Regions from separate parts of the Mus musculus genome. Here region 1 is linked to region 2. A link is a contact called in public HiChIP or PLAC-seq data. All regions are on one chromosome and are shown on one strand. The core of a region is the stretch at or near the end of the contact, and the rest is flanking DNA. Distances in the headings are between cores, read along the strand shown. Region 1 has its middle 26 kb from the start of Grhl3. Region 2 holds the start of Stpg1 (sperm tail PG rich repeat containing 1).

Region 1 (5,504 bases), core at 1,059-3,558, 100 kb before region 2:
TACTGGGATGGTACACTGGCTGTTTCCAGTTTGGGCTACTATGACATAGTGTTATGGACACTCTTATACAAGCCTTTATGACAATAAGCTTTCATTTCCCTTTGGTAAATATTTAGTAGTGTAATGACTGAGTCACAAGCTAGATGTATGTTTTATTTTTATAAATTATTGACACATCTTTCCCCAAAGTGGTTGCATGACTTTATTATACCACATGCATCATTTATCACTACCGTGAGTGTGCGTTCTAGTTGCTCCATGGCCTTGTCAACATTTGGTGTTGTCAGTCTTTGTTAAGCTTCTGACTAATGTGTCCTGGCATCTCGTTGTGGTTTTAGTCCACATCTCTGTGACTAGGAGCCTTTCTCCCCATGGATGCAGCTCCTTGCCAATCCTCCTGGTAAAGCAAGCAGAGCCCATGCTCTCTTGGAATGTGGCAGCTTTGCCTCTGTCTCTCTGACTACTGCACACAATGAGCAGGAGCCACTCTCCAGAAAGCCATCTTTACTCTAAAGAAAGATGCATTTGCTGTGATTGTGGGCAGCTTCTGCTGGGAGGCCATCTGGCTTCAGATCCAAGTCTCAGCCTGTGCCTGCTGGCTGACAGTAGATGAACCACAAGACTTGTAAGTCTTTCTGTCCCCAGATCCATGCCTGGCTTTGTTGTGATTTGATTGACCACCAGTAGCTCTTATCGTATATAACTTTCTCACCATCTTCATCAGAAACTTATATACTATTGCTTTGTTAATATTTAATTTTTTATTATTATTAAAATGTACATGTGTCTGTGTGTGCATGTAGGTATAAGCATATGAGCACAGCTTTCCTTGGAAGCCAGAGTCATTGGATTCCCCCAAGTCTGACGTTATAAACAGTTGTTAGCCACCTGATGTGGATGCTGGGAGCCAAACACTGGTCCTCTGGAAGAGCAACAGGTGCTCTTAACTGCTGACTCATCTCTCCAGACACCTATATTATTATTGTTGAGAATTAAAAGTATATGGTTGCCATAGCCTGCACCCAGAAAACTATTGTTAATACACAGTACATACTTCCTACAGATTTTTTTAAAATATAGTTGACACCACAATCAGTATACAATTTAATATTCTTCTTATATTTAAGTCTACACCACTGATATCTTCCTGTGTAGTTATATGTTTTTATGGTTTGTTTTTAAAGTTGACTAATTAACTAGCTAACGTATTCATTTGCTGTGACAGGCTTTCACTGTGTAACCCTGTCTACTCCAGACCTGACTTTTAGGCCAGGCTTGCCAGCAATTCTCAGAGCTCCACCTGCCTCTGCTTCCTGTGTGTAGGGATTAAAGATGTGCACCACTCTGCCTGACAAGTTATTTTATTTTATTTGACTTTTTGGTTTGTTTGAGAAAGGGTTACATATAGCCCAGACTAGCCTTGAATTCACAATGTAGCAGAGAGGCAGACCTTCAACTCCCAAGTGCTGAGACTACAGGCCTATGTTACCACATACATTTTTATTTTTGAGCTAGGCTCTTATATAGCCCAGCTGTCCTCAGACTGGCTAGGTAGCACAGGCTGGTCTTGAATTGACAATCCTCCTGTCTCAGCCTCCCAAGTACTGGAACCACACATATATGTTGCCTCACCAGGCTTGAAGCTCCGCCATTGAAGGCTGTCATTTGCCTGCAGCAGACACCACATACTTGCTCATGCTCAAAAAGGGTAATGAAGTATCTACATCTGAGAGCAGAGTCTCCAGAAACTGACTCAGATCCAAGGGATCCTGGGTGAGCATCAACCCCTTAGGATATTTGAAGGGCCTCTGATAAATATTCCAAATTACAACAATGATGTTAAAACATAGCATTTTGATTTTCCTTGACTATAAAAAGAATATATGTTATGACAAAGGAAATTGAAAGCACTTCCCGGAAGTGGGTGGCTGACCTTCCCCAGCGTAGGCTGTGGGCTTCCACACATACACTAACACACAGGCATTAGCATGAGAGTGGGAGGGTGCTCTAGAGCTCTCCCACACCCTGTTCCAGACCTGGGTCCGCCCTGCTAGTCATGTGACCTTGGGCAAGGTAACTAGCCTTGCTGCTTCCGGGGCTCAAAGTTTTCAGTCAATCTTTTTTTTAAAGGATTTTCCCCCACAAATGAAAGATCTCTTCTTGAAGCTAGTTGGACATACCCTCTACTGTGAACCCAGAGAACCGCTGTGCGGCCTCCCTGGTGGACAAAAGGCAAGGCTGGGACCCTAAGGTTCTTACCTTGTGGACAGTGACTCACCCGGACAAATGCAGAATTGCATGCATGACCCATGGGGATGGGTGTCTCATGCCAAGTTACCTAACACTTACCCTGCTAGGTGTGGCTACCTGGGGACAGGTGGGTGTCTGGGTGTCACTCATTGACAGGAGACACCAGCCACAGTCATCATGTTCCTGCTGAGAAGTATGGGGGGATCACCCCAGCACCTCCTAGTAAGCAGATACCTTCTCCTGCATGAGAAGTCAAATTGAGGCTGCTCACTGGGGGACAGCCACAGCTGGGCTTGCAAATGACTGAGGAGTAGGCTACCTGAACCTCGATCAAGCCTCCCCCCCCCCCCCCCCCCCCCCGGTCTGCTCACCAGACAGACCTCAGTCACCCATGGAGTTGTCTTTAGCTGTGTGGCTTAATTTTAGTCAGTGCCACTAAGAGAAGCAACGGTCTTGGGTGACACTGAGTCCCAAGGTGCTCACTCTTCTGGTGTTTGCAGACTCTGCAGGGCTCTCTCCCCCAGGAGGAGGGGCCCAGGCCACATGTTTGGTTATTTATTTACCTATCTGCACATCTGCCCAGGGTTCCAAGATGACTCATTTCAAGAGAGGTGTATCAGATGGGCTGACTTCCAAGACAGGGAAAGAAAGACCTGAATCTCAGAATTACCTTCAAAGTTACTCTGAGGCAGGATACCTCTCTCCCCTCCTCTCCTCTCCTCTCCTCTCCTCTCCCCTCCCCTCCCCTCCCCTCCCCTCCTCTCCTCTCCTCTCCTCTCCTCTCCTCTCCTCTCCTTTTCTCTCCTCTCCTCTCCTCTCCCCTCCTCTCCTCTCCTTTTCTCTCCTCTCCTCTCCTCTCCTCTCCTCCCCTCCCCTCCCCTCCCCTCCCCTCCCCTCCCCTCTTCTCCTCTTCTCTCCTCTCCTCCCCTCTCTTCTCCCCTCCTCTCTCCTCTTTTCTTCTTCTCATCTCCTTCCCCTCTCTTCTCTTCCCCTCCCCCTTTCCTCCTCTCCTCTCCTCTCCCCTCCCTTCTCTCCTCTCCCCTCCCTTCTCTCCTCTCCTCTCCCTTCTCTCCTGTCCCCTCCCTTCTCTCCTCCCGTCTTTACCTCTCCCCCTGAGCTTCCTCCCAGAAAACCTCACTAACTCTGGCTCTCTCTGTGTGTTTTCTATAGCTTGGTCTTTGGATCAGAGTGACTCAGGGTGAGTCTTCCTTCGGGAAACCCCCACAGGCCCAGCATGCCCCGTGGAATCCCAGGCGCTTGGCTAACTTTCTAGAACCCCGGTTTCCTAATCAACGAGATGAGATGCTTCCTCTTGGGGTGGTGTCGCAGGATTTCAATAAAGCCGCGTTGCACATCAGGCCTGCCTGCCACTGGGCCTTTGCACATACCATTCCCTTGTTCTGAGGCACCCTTCCCCTCCGCCCACCGTGACCCCGGCTCCTCAATTTGGTTAACGCCCACGATCCTTCCTGCGTAGCTTCAATGCCATTTCTTCAGAGAACACTCCAGCCTAGTTCAGTGCCCAATTAAAAGCACGCACAGTCCTTTGTACTTTTCCTCCCTGGCCTTCTGCCAGTTGTAATTTTGGAAACTCTACGTTTCATGTCCTCCGCCCGGGGTCAGATCGGAAGCTCCAGAATGATGGCTGAGACTCTGTGTCTCACCGTCTACCTGAGCTCCTCACACAGGCCTGACACCCCATGGACCCTTGGGAAACTGTACAGTCCTTGCCGTGGCCTGGGAGATGGCGGCCTGTGGTTACAAACCCTTTAACATACAGGAGAGGCCCTTGTGCTTAGCACCTTGCTGGATAAGGATTATTAGACCAAAGCCAGGGCTAACTAAGGCCTCAGTGTTCAGGTGCTTCTGAGCTTCCTTAGGACAAGTCGGGGTTCAGTCAGTTCCCTGATTTAGTGGTCAGATTAGGGGTGAGCAGGCTCAGACAAGCCAGTTCTCAGCTCAGACCCCTGGGGCGTGCCAGCCCTGTGCCTCACCCAGGTTGCTAGGGCCACAGCACTCGCAGGTTGCTACATGCCTGGCCAGAGGCAGTGCGCTGCTCCCTGGACACAGCCCGGCTGCCAGCCTTCCACCTTAACTGAGGACTCTCAGGCTGGGGAGCACCATTCTCTGGACTTAGGCCATCAGGGAAGGTTGGGACCTCCCACAGGCCCAGCCCAGTATGCTAGGACCTCTTTGTCCCTGTGTTCCTGGGAGTCACATTGAGAATAAAGAGAAAGCCAACAGCAGTGGCCTGCAATGGCCACTCTTCATCAAAGCTTAGAGCATGCCAGACGCCTGTGCTATATACACCAAAAACTCTCAGCACTGAAAGAGGGCCTACTGTGTATCAGGCCTACATAAGACTCTTGGGTTACAGTCATGAGTGAAAGCTCCAAGCTCTGCACTCATGTAGCTTATAGCTAGAGACAGAGAAAGCCAAAGAAAGCAACTCATGAGAGGGTCAGGAGGTGGTAAATGCCATGGCTTAGGTTGGGGTGGGGAGCAATATGGGGCTAGGTGGCATAGCCCTGTGATTTTAGCCAGCCTGGTCAAGAAAGGCCTTCTCCCTCCATCTCAGAAAGTGGCCTGATACCACTGCATATAATCATCGTGTGTGTGTGTGTGTGTGTGTGTGTGTGTGTGTGTGTACATGTCTGTGTACACACTTGTATGTAGCAGTCAGAAGTTGATGTCAAGTGTCTTTCCTGGCTGCTCTCCAACTTTTTCTTTTCTTTCTTTCTTTCTTTCTTTCTTTCTTTCTTTCTTTCTTTCTTTCTTTCTTTCTTCCTTCCTTCCTTCCTTCCTTCCTTCCTTCCTTTTTTCCTTCCTTCCTTCCTTCCTTTCTTTTTTTTTTTTGACACAGGGTCTCTCACTACACTCACCCATTAGGAGGCTGGGCAGCCAATGAGCACCAGAGATTTGCTCGGCCCTACCTCAGCACTGGGGTTATAGATACTCAAAGGTCCTTGGGATCCAGACCTGGTCCCCTGCTTGTGTGGCGGTTGCTTTAGCAGCTGAGCTGTCTTCACAGCCTTCCCGGTAACCTCCTTAACTCCTGAAGTCATTGCCATTACCTTCTCATGGTCTGGAGGAGAGGACTGAGGTCCAGCAAGGAACAGACCTGCTTAGAGTATCTCTGCCTGTGAGGTCAGACAGAGCCCCTAATGTCAAACCCAGGCCTTTCTAATGTCAAAGCCTTAACTAGCCAAAAGGCCCTGCTCCTGTACTGAGGCCTGCCATGGGCCTAGGAGCAC
Region 2 (5,987 bases), core at 2,321-4,820:
TCTTTCTGTTTTTAAAAAGACCTTCCCCGTCCAGCCTCACGGTGACTATGCTGTCCTCTGCCTTCCTGGGGGCAGTCTTCTCCAGTCTGTAACAGCTTTTCTGGAGTCTTCTCCAGTCTGTAACAGCTTTTCTGGAGTCTTCTCCAGTCTGTAACAGCTTTTCTGGAGTCTTCTCCAGTCTGTAACGGCTTTTCTGGAGTCTTCTCCAGTCTGTAACGGCTTTTCTGGAGTCTTCTCCAGTCTGTAATGGCTTTTCTGGAGTCTTCTCCAGTCTGTAACGGCTTTTCTGGAGTCTTCTCCAGTCTGTAACGGCTTTTCTGGAGTGCTTTTCCGCTGGTTCTGTAATATCTGCCATTGCTGGTACTGCTCTCCTGGTTGGGGTCCATTTTCCTGGATCTTCCTGCTGGGTACGTGCGTTTGCATTCTTTTCCCCTGGCTTGTTTTTGGTAACTTGCAGGTTTGACTTCTTCAAGCGTTCAGGCTTGGGAAGATTCAGAGCAGTTTTTATTCTGGAAGTCATTTATTGTCACTACTAAGGCATGATACTTGATTTTCTTTTAACAGTATCTCTTGTAGCCTGGGCTGGCAAACCCACCATGGAGCTAATGATGACCTGGAACTTCTGATCCTCCTGCCACCGCCTCCTGACTGATGGATTGCGTGCATACATCACCATTTATACCCCTGGATGTGGCGCAGGGAATCGAGTTCAGGGCTACACACATGTAAGCTAGGCAAGCAGTCTGCCAGCTGAGCCACGCCCTCAGTCACTAGGCATACTGCTTCTGTGGAATCATCCTATCTCCTGTCTAACACAGTGTCCCTCCATCCTGGCCTATGGGGACATGAAGTATCCTTGGCTCTGGGGTTCCACAGCCAACACCCAAAGCGATCTCTTCAGATTGCCAGCTTTTTCCCTAAGCCACAGTCTCCTCTGGTATTTTAGATCACAATTCTGCATTCTTTGCCTTCCCTGGACTCTGACCTCCATGTCCTTATGTCAGGTAGCATCCCATCACTTAAACAAAATACTTAAAGACTTGTATTGGCTCCCGGCTCCCAGGGTTTCAGCCCCTCCTCATCGGTCCCGCTGCTCAGGGCCTACATCAGCGCGGACTTCGGGAACACAGCATAGTGGAAGTAGGGGTGGGGGGTCCTCTCCACAGCATCCAGAGAAGCAAAGAAAAACAGGAAAGGGCTGGTCCCAATAGCTCCTCCAACATCACACACCCAGTGACCTAACTTCCTTCCACTGGGCCCTATCTCCTGAAGATTCCACAAACCCCCAATACCATCAAAGGCCAGGGACCAGGTTTTCAACAAACAGGCCTTGGGGGCCATCCAAGCTGCAATGCTAATGCACTTCAATTCAGAAGACTAGAGTTTGTTTCCACTGCCCTCCTGCCTGCAGGGCAGCCTGGAAATTGCTCCCTCCCTAATCGAGGTAACTTCTCTCAGGGACTACATTATTGGGCCACCTGCTTGTCTGAGATCTAAAGAGTTTTCTAATCCATGTGGCTGGGGCTATTATTCTGTTTTTTCTTTTTTCTTTTTTCTGTTTGTTTTTTTCATTTAGTTGTCAATAGCATGTACACAGTTTCATCTCCAAAGCAGTTAATTTTTCATGAGCTGACTCTGGATTCATTTTACCCATACGCCCTAAGGAACTCTCCCTGTCTCTAAATCTTAGTGAATGGGGGAATTGAGTAAGCAATTTTAAGTCCGTCTAGAACTTTCTTCTTCACTGTGTGTTCCTTGATGGATTCTTCTTCGCGAGGGCAATTTGTATAATCTAAGATTTTAACATTTAATAAGATCACGGGAAACTATGGCTTTAAAACATTAAGATATTTCCAAACAGCGATCAATACTGACCAGAGAACAGTGCCTTTTACTGTCTCTGAAAGCAGCCAGTATTCACTAACCGCATTGCCGTGTGACCTTGCTGTTTTAGTAAGGACCATTTTTTAGCCCTCCCGTTAAGGACGCTGCTGTTGGAGAACGCTGGGAATGGTGTCTCATGAAGACAAAGCCCTGGTTTGTTCGGCAGCAACAGCAGTGGGACGTGTAATCCAAGCACTTTGAAATAGAGGCGAGAGGATCAGAAGTTCAAGGATAGCCCGATCTACACGCTGAGTTCTAGGCCAGCTTGGATCATATGTCCAGACCCCTATCTCACAAAACAAAGCAACAGGGCTGGAGAGATGGCCTAGTGGTGAAGGGCACTGACTGGTTTTCCAGAGGGCCTGAGTTCCATTCTAAGCATTCATATGGAGGCCCCAAGCCATTATATAGCTCCAGTGTAAACAGACCTGATAATCTCCCTTTCCTGGCCACCACAGGCACCAGGCCTGTGTGTGCTACAGAAACAGACAGACAGAGAAAAATATCCATATTCATAAAGTGAAAATTAATTTTTTTAAATGACAACAAAAAATTTTGGAGTGATGTTTTCTCCTTTAATGCCAACATGAAAAGGTGGATGGATCTCTGTGAGCCTAAGGCCAGCCTGGTTTAAATAGAGCTTTCCAAGCTAGCCAGGACTACATAGTGAGACTTTGTCTTTAAAGAAAAAAAATTCGGGGCTGGAGAGATGACTCAGAGAGAGGTTAAGAGTTCAATTCTCATGAACATGGCAGCTCACAACTATAACTCCTGTTCCAGGGGCAATCTGACAACCTTCACACAGACACACATGCAGTCAAAACACCAATGTACATAAAATTAAAATAATCTATTTTTTAAAAGTTGCAAGAGATTTTTAAAATTATGCTTCTCACGCAAATTATCAAATTTTTGGAAAATTTTAAGAAAGTATAAAACTGTCAAAGAGTACATTATTCTACCACCAGAAGGAAACAAGTATCTATCTTGCTTTCCAGTCTTCCATGGAATGCTGGTACAGTTGGTAGAGAACAGATATAACCTAGCTCTGCCCAGGATGCTGCTTGCCAGGTGAGCCTCCTGCACTTGATGGGTCATGACGGATGGTCACGGTCTAGCCTGATTTCCTCCAACTTGAAACATCCCTACTAAAGGATAGTGGAAGGCACAGGAGATTCAAAAGACCTTTCAAAGCCCCAGGAGATTGACCCATTAGCTATTTTGCTTGGTGAGAGAGTGTGTTCAAGGCCTACATGGAACTGTACCAACTGGTTAGTGGCTTCGAGAAGCCAGTCTCACCCTTTCATTTGGCCAAAATGGAGTCCAGAATAAAGACTTGCTGAGGAAGACGCGGGAGTACCAAAAGGGTTCTGTTAGAGCTGGCTCTTGGAGGTTCACCCACCGCCCAGTTCTGAGACCCCCTCAAAGACTGAAGTAGGGGCATCAGATGTCCAACCATTCACCGGGCCCAAGGGGGAGCTCTTTTCACGTTGGTACACTGAGGGCTTAAGCTGACCCACTCGTACCCCAAGTGGCACCTTCTGGCATCCGAGGCACCACCCAACTGGCCACAGAGATTCCGCACGCACCCGGAGTATGGAGGTCTCCGTGGGTGTCCCATGGAGTGCGCGGAATCCTCCTCAAGACCTCAAGGACCGGTCCCTTAACAGGAACTGGTTCCTAACTAGTCAATCTATCCCTCCCGCCCGGTCGCTATGGCAACCACTGGCCTAACATTCCAGAGTCCGGCGGCAGGCAACTGGCTAACTAGCCAGGGGTGTCCTCTGTGTCTTTAATGTGAAAAGCTGTTGACCAATCGTTGGAGACGTTTCAAAAACCAACAAAAAAAGCTACCAGAATTTTGGGGTTCGGATTGACAATGCTAAGGAGAACCTGTTAGGCAGGGAACTAACTATTAGGGTTTTTGTTTCTGGGGTTCAGTTCCCTTTTCTTGTTTGTTTGTTTGTTTGATTGTTTCGGTTTTGTTTGGTTGTTGGGTTTGTTTGGTTTGTTGTTTTTGTGACTCATCGAAGGAATAAACCCAAGTGTTCCTACCCATCCATCCACACCCTGAGTGTGAGAGCAGAAAGGTCGATGACATAATTCCCCAAGGGCAACCGTGCAGTATTCCAAGAGCCCCTTACCCGTTTCACCGCAGCCACAGTGCCTAGCCACAGCCCGGCTTAAACCCACCAGCGTCTTCTTTAAAATTATGGGATAGTCCCCTGTTAGAAACTGTCTCCCGCTTGTTCCTCAGATCACATCTCCTGCCACCCACGCCTCAAGAAAAAAAAAAAAAATCTCGCACCGACCCAGTTGGTCTTTGGGCATCTCCCATAATACAATATGGCAGCTCCATCCTCTCTTAAACTCTCCCTCCCAGTTCTACCGCGTTTCCATCGCTGAGGTCTCCCCAATGTCATTTCCTCGTAAAACCTGTGTGATCTCAACATCTCCCCCAGAGGTTGCTGTGCGGCTCTGGACTGAACGGCGCGTGCTGAAAAATGAGCGCGCTGGAAGCTCCACGCGCAGGTTCATGCTCACAGCCGAACCCCTGGGAAACAGCAGCGGGCGGGGGAGGGGTGCGGGGGGGGGGACGGGACTACTAGGATGATTGACAGCCTACCGGGGCTGCTGAGCTGCAGGCGTACCGGGAAATTAAGGACGCAATACAGCCAACAGGTGGGACGCAGGCGCAGGAAAGAAGGGGTACGCACGGTCCCCGAGACGTGTCAGGGCTCTGCTGGGTTTCGATACTGGAGCTACCTGATGGAAGCAGCAGGGGCGCCGCCCGGGACGGTCGGTGGCAGTTAGCGCAGACTGCGGGGGGACACCAGGCGGGCTGCTTAAGCCCAGCCTACTTGTCCGGCAGGTGGAGGTGAGCAGCCATAACTTGGGGACCAAAGCAGCCCGGACTTCTTCCTTTGGCCGCTAGAGGGGACTCCTCCAGGTGAGTGTCAGGTCGCCCCTACGCTTCAAGCGAGCTTGGCGACGCAGCCAATTATTTCAGGATGTCCCGCCCATCCCCTCCCGACAACCACTCGCCTGCGCAGAGGCTTCGCCAGCTTGGGACTGGCAGGCAGTGTAACAAATCAAGTCTCCACCTTTGAAAGCAAAACACTGCAGCCCCTTGGAAACTCGGAGCTGGGAAGGGATCCAAGAGGCTGTACCTAGGGGTGGCACGGAGTGTCCGAGTCGCTTCTCCGGAACCTGGGATAGGTGGATCTAGAAGGAACGTCCCGGGTGAGTCACGGTCATGACTGAGGGAAGGGGTACTTGAAATCAGGCTTGCTGTTTTGATCCCCTAGTATAAATATAGTCTCCCTTGTTGTTGCCAGCCTTGTCAGTTTGGGTTCTGTTGCCTCCGATTTTTTTTTTTTTTTTTTTTTTTTGTCTCTTCCATATTTTCAAGGAGGGTGGGCACGGGTTTGCCTTAATGAAGGAGATGCTGGGCGTTACCAGATGAGGAAGTGGAAGGCCAGTACTGCCGGCTCCAGCGTGCAGGAAATAGCCGGTGCGACTGGCAGGTGGATGGAGGGAGCTCTGTGCTTGGTACTGAAACAGAGGTGTGTCTCTCCGAGAATGTCACCCCTCAGTGCTCAAAAGCCCCGGGAAAGAAAAGCTTGGCATGAAACCGACGTTCTTTGGTCAAACTGAATCGTCAGGTGGTGACAAGACCTCCATGCACGCACGCGGGGGGGCGCGCGCGGACACACACACACACCCTTGTTTTTAGTTACAGCCAATTTCATGGCCGCGAGGCTGTTATGCTCGCTGGAAGACTTGCTCGGTGGGGTTAACGGAGTTATTCATTTAGATGAGGCCGGGGGATTCGAGTGGAAGCAAGCACTTTGTGAATTCTCTTGGGTCAGTGACCATAAACTGTGACTGTGATTGTCAACACTGGCTTGGCTGTGTGCCTCTTGGACATATGTCAGCCTTGGACCAACAATAAACCATCACCAGGCCAAAGTGTGAGCCTTATAAGGGAATGCAACTTACAGAGTCCACGGAGGCTTTGGGGTGATGCTACACGGCAGTTCAAGGAGAATCTTCCTCCCTCTGTCTTTGGGTATTCAGAGCTCTGGGGGTTCCCTGGGTAG

What was found. HiChIP or PLAC-seq counts read pairs in DNA pulled down with a chosen protein or histone mark.
Region 1: an H3K27ac HiChIP or PLAC-seq map of embryonic stem cells shows a contact between it and region 2, with 6 read pairs. The contact joins the enhancer-like site here to the promoter of Stpg1 in region 2. A contact is called at or near these places in 5 of 39 promoter capture datasets (the 3T3-L1 cell line, 3T3-L1-derived adipocytes, the C10 cell line and 2 more), 2 of 15 datasets of contacts at CTCF or cohesin (CD8 T cells and embryonic stem cells), 3 of 484 Hi-C or Micro-C datasets (embryonic stem cells and uterus), 10 of 115 datasets of contacts at active chromatin or transcription factors (acute myeloid leukemia, embryonic stem cells, intestinal villus epithelium and 3 more) and 2 of 9 other capture datasets (adipose tissue and embryonic stem cells).

The regions. Positions count from the first base shown.
Region 1 is chr4:135,596,500-135,602,003 of GRCm38.p6, reverse strand. No RefSeq gene overlaps it. Among named protein-coding and RNA genes, the nearest start is that of Grhl3, 26 kb to the right of the region's middle. Within about 2 kb of position 2,308, at least 22 of the 459 cell types and tissues checked have an H3K27ac peak or open chromatin away from gene starts, as enhancers often do. A contact at or near this core is called in embryonic stem cells and intestinal villus epithelium, where this site is marked.
Region 2 is chr4:135,493,570-135,499,556 of GRCm38.p6, reverse strand. Stpg1 (sperm tail PG rich repeat containing 1) reads right to left here and starts at 3,570. Exons shown (of 9, transcript NM_030189.3): 1 at 3,411-3,570. It overlaps Nipal3 (NIPA-like domain containing 3), which reads left to right and starts at 4,979. Exons shown (of 12, transcript NM_028995.4): 1 at 4,979-5,127.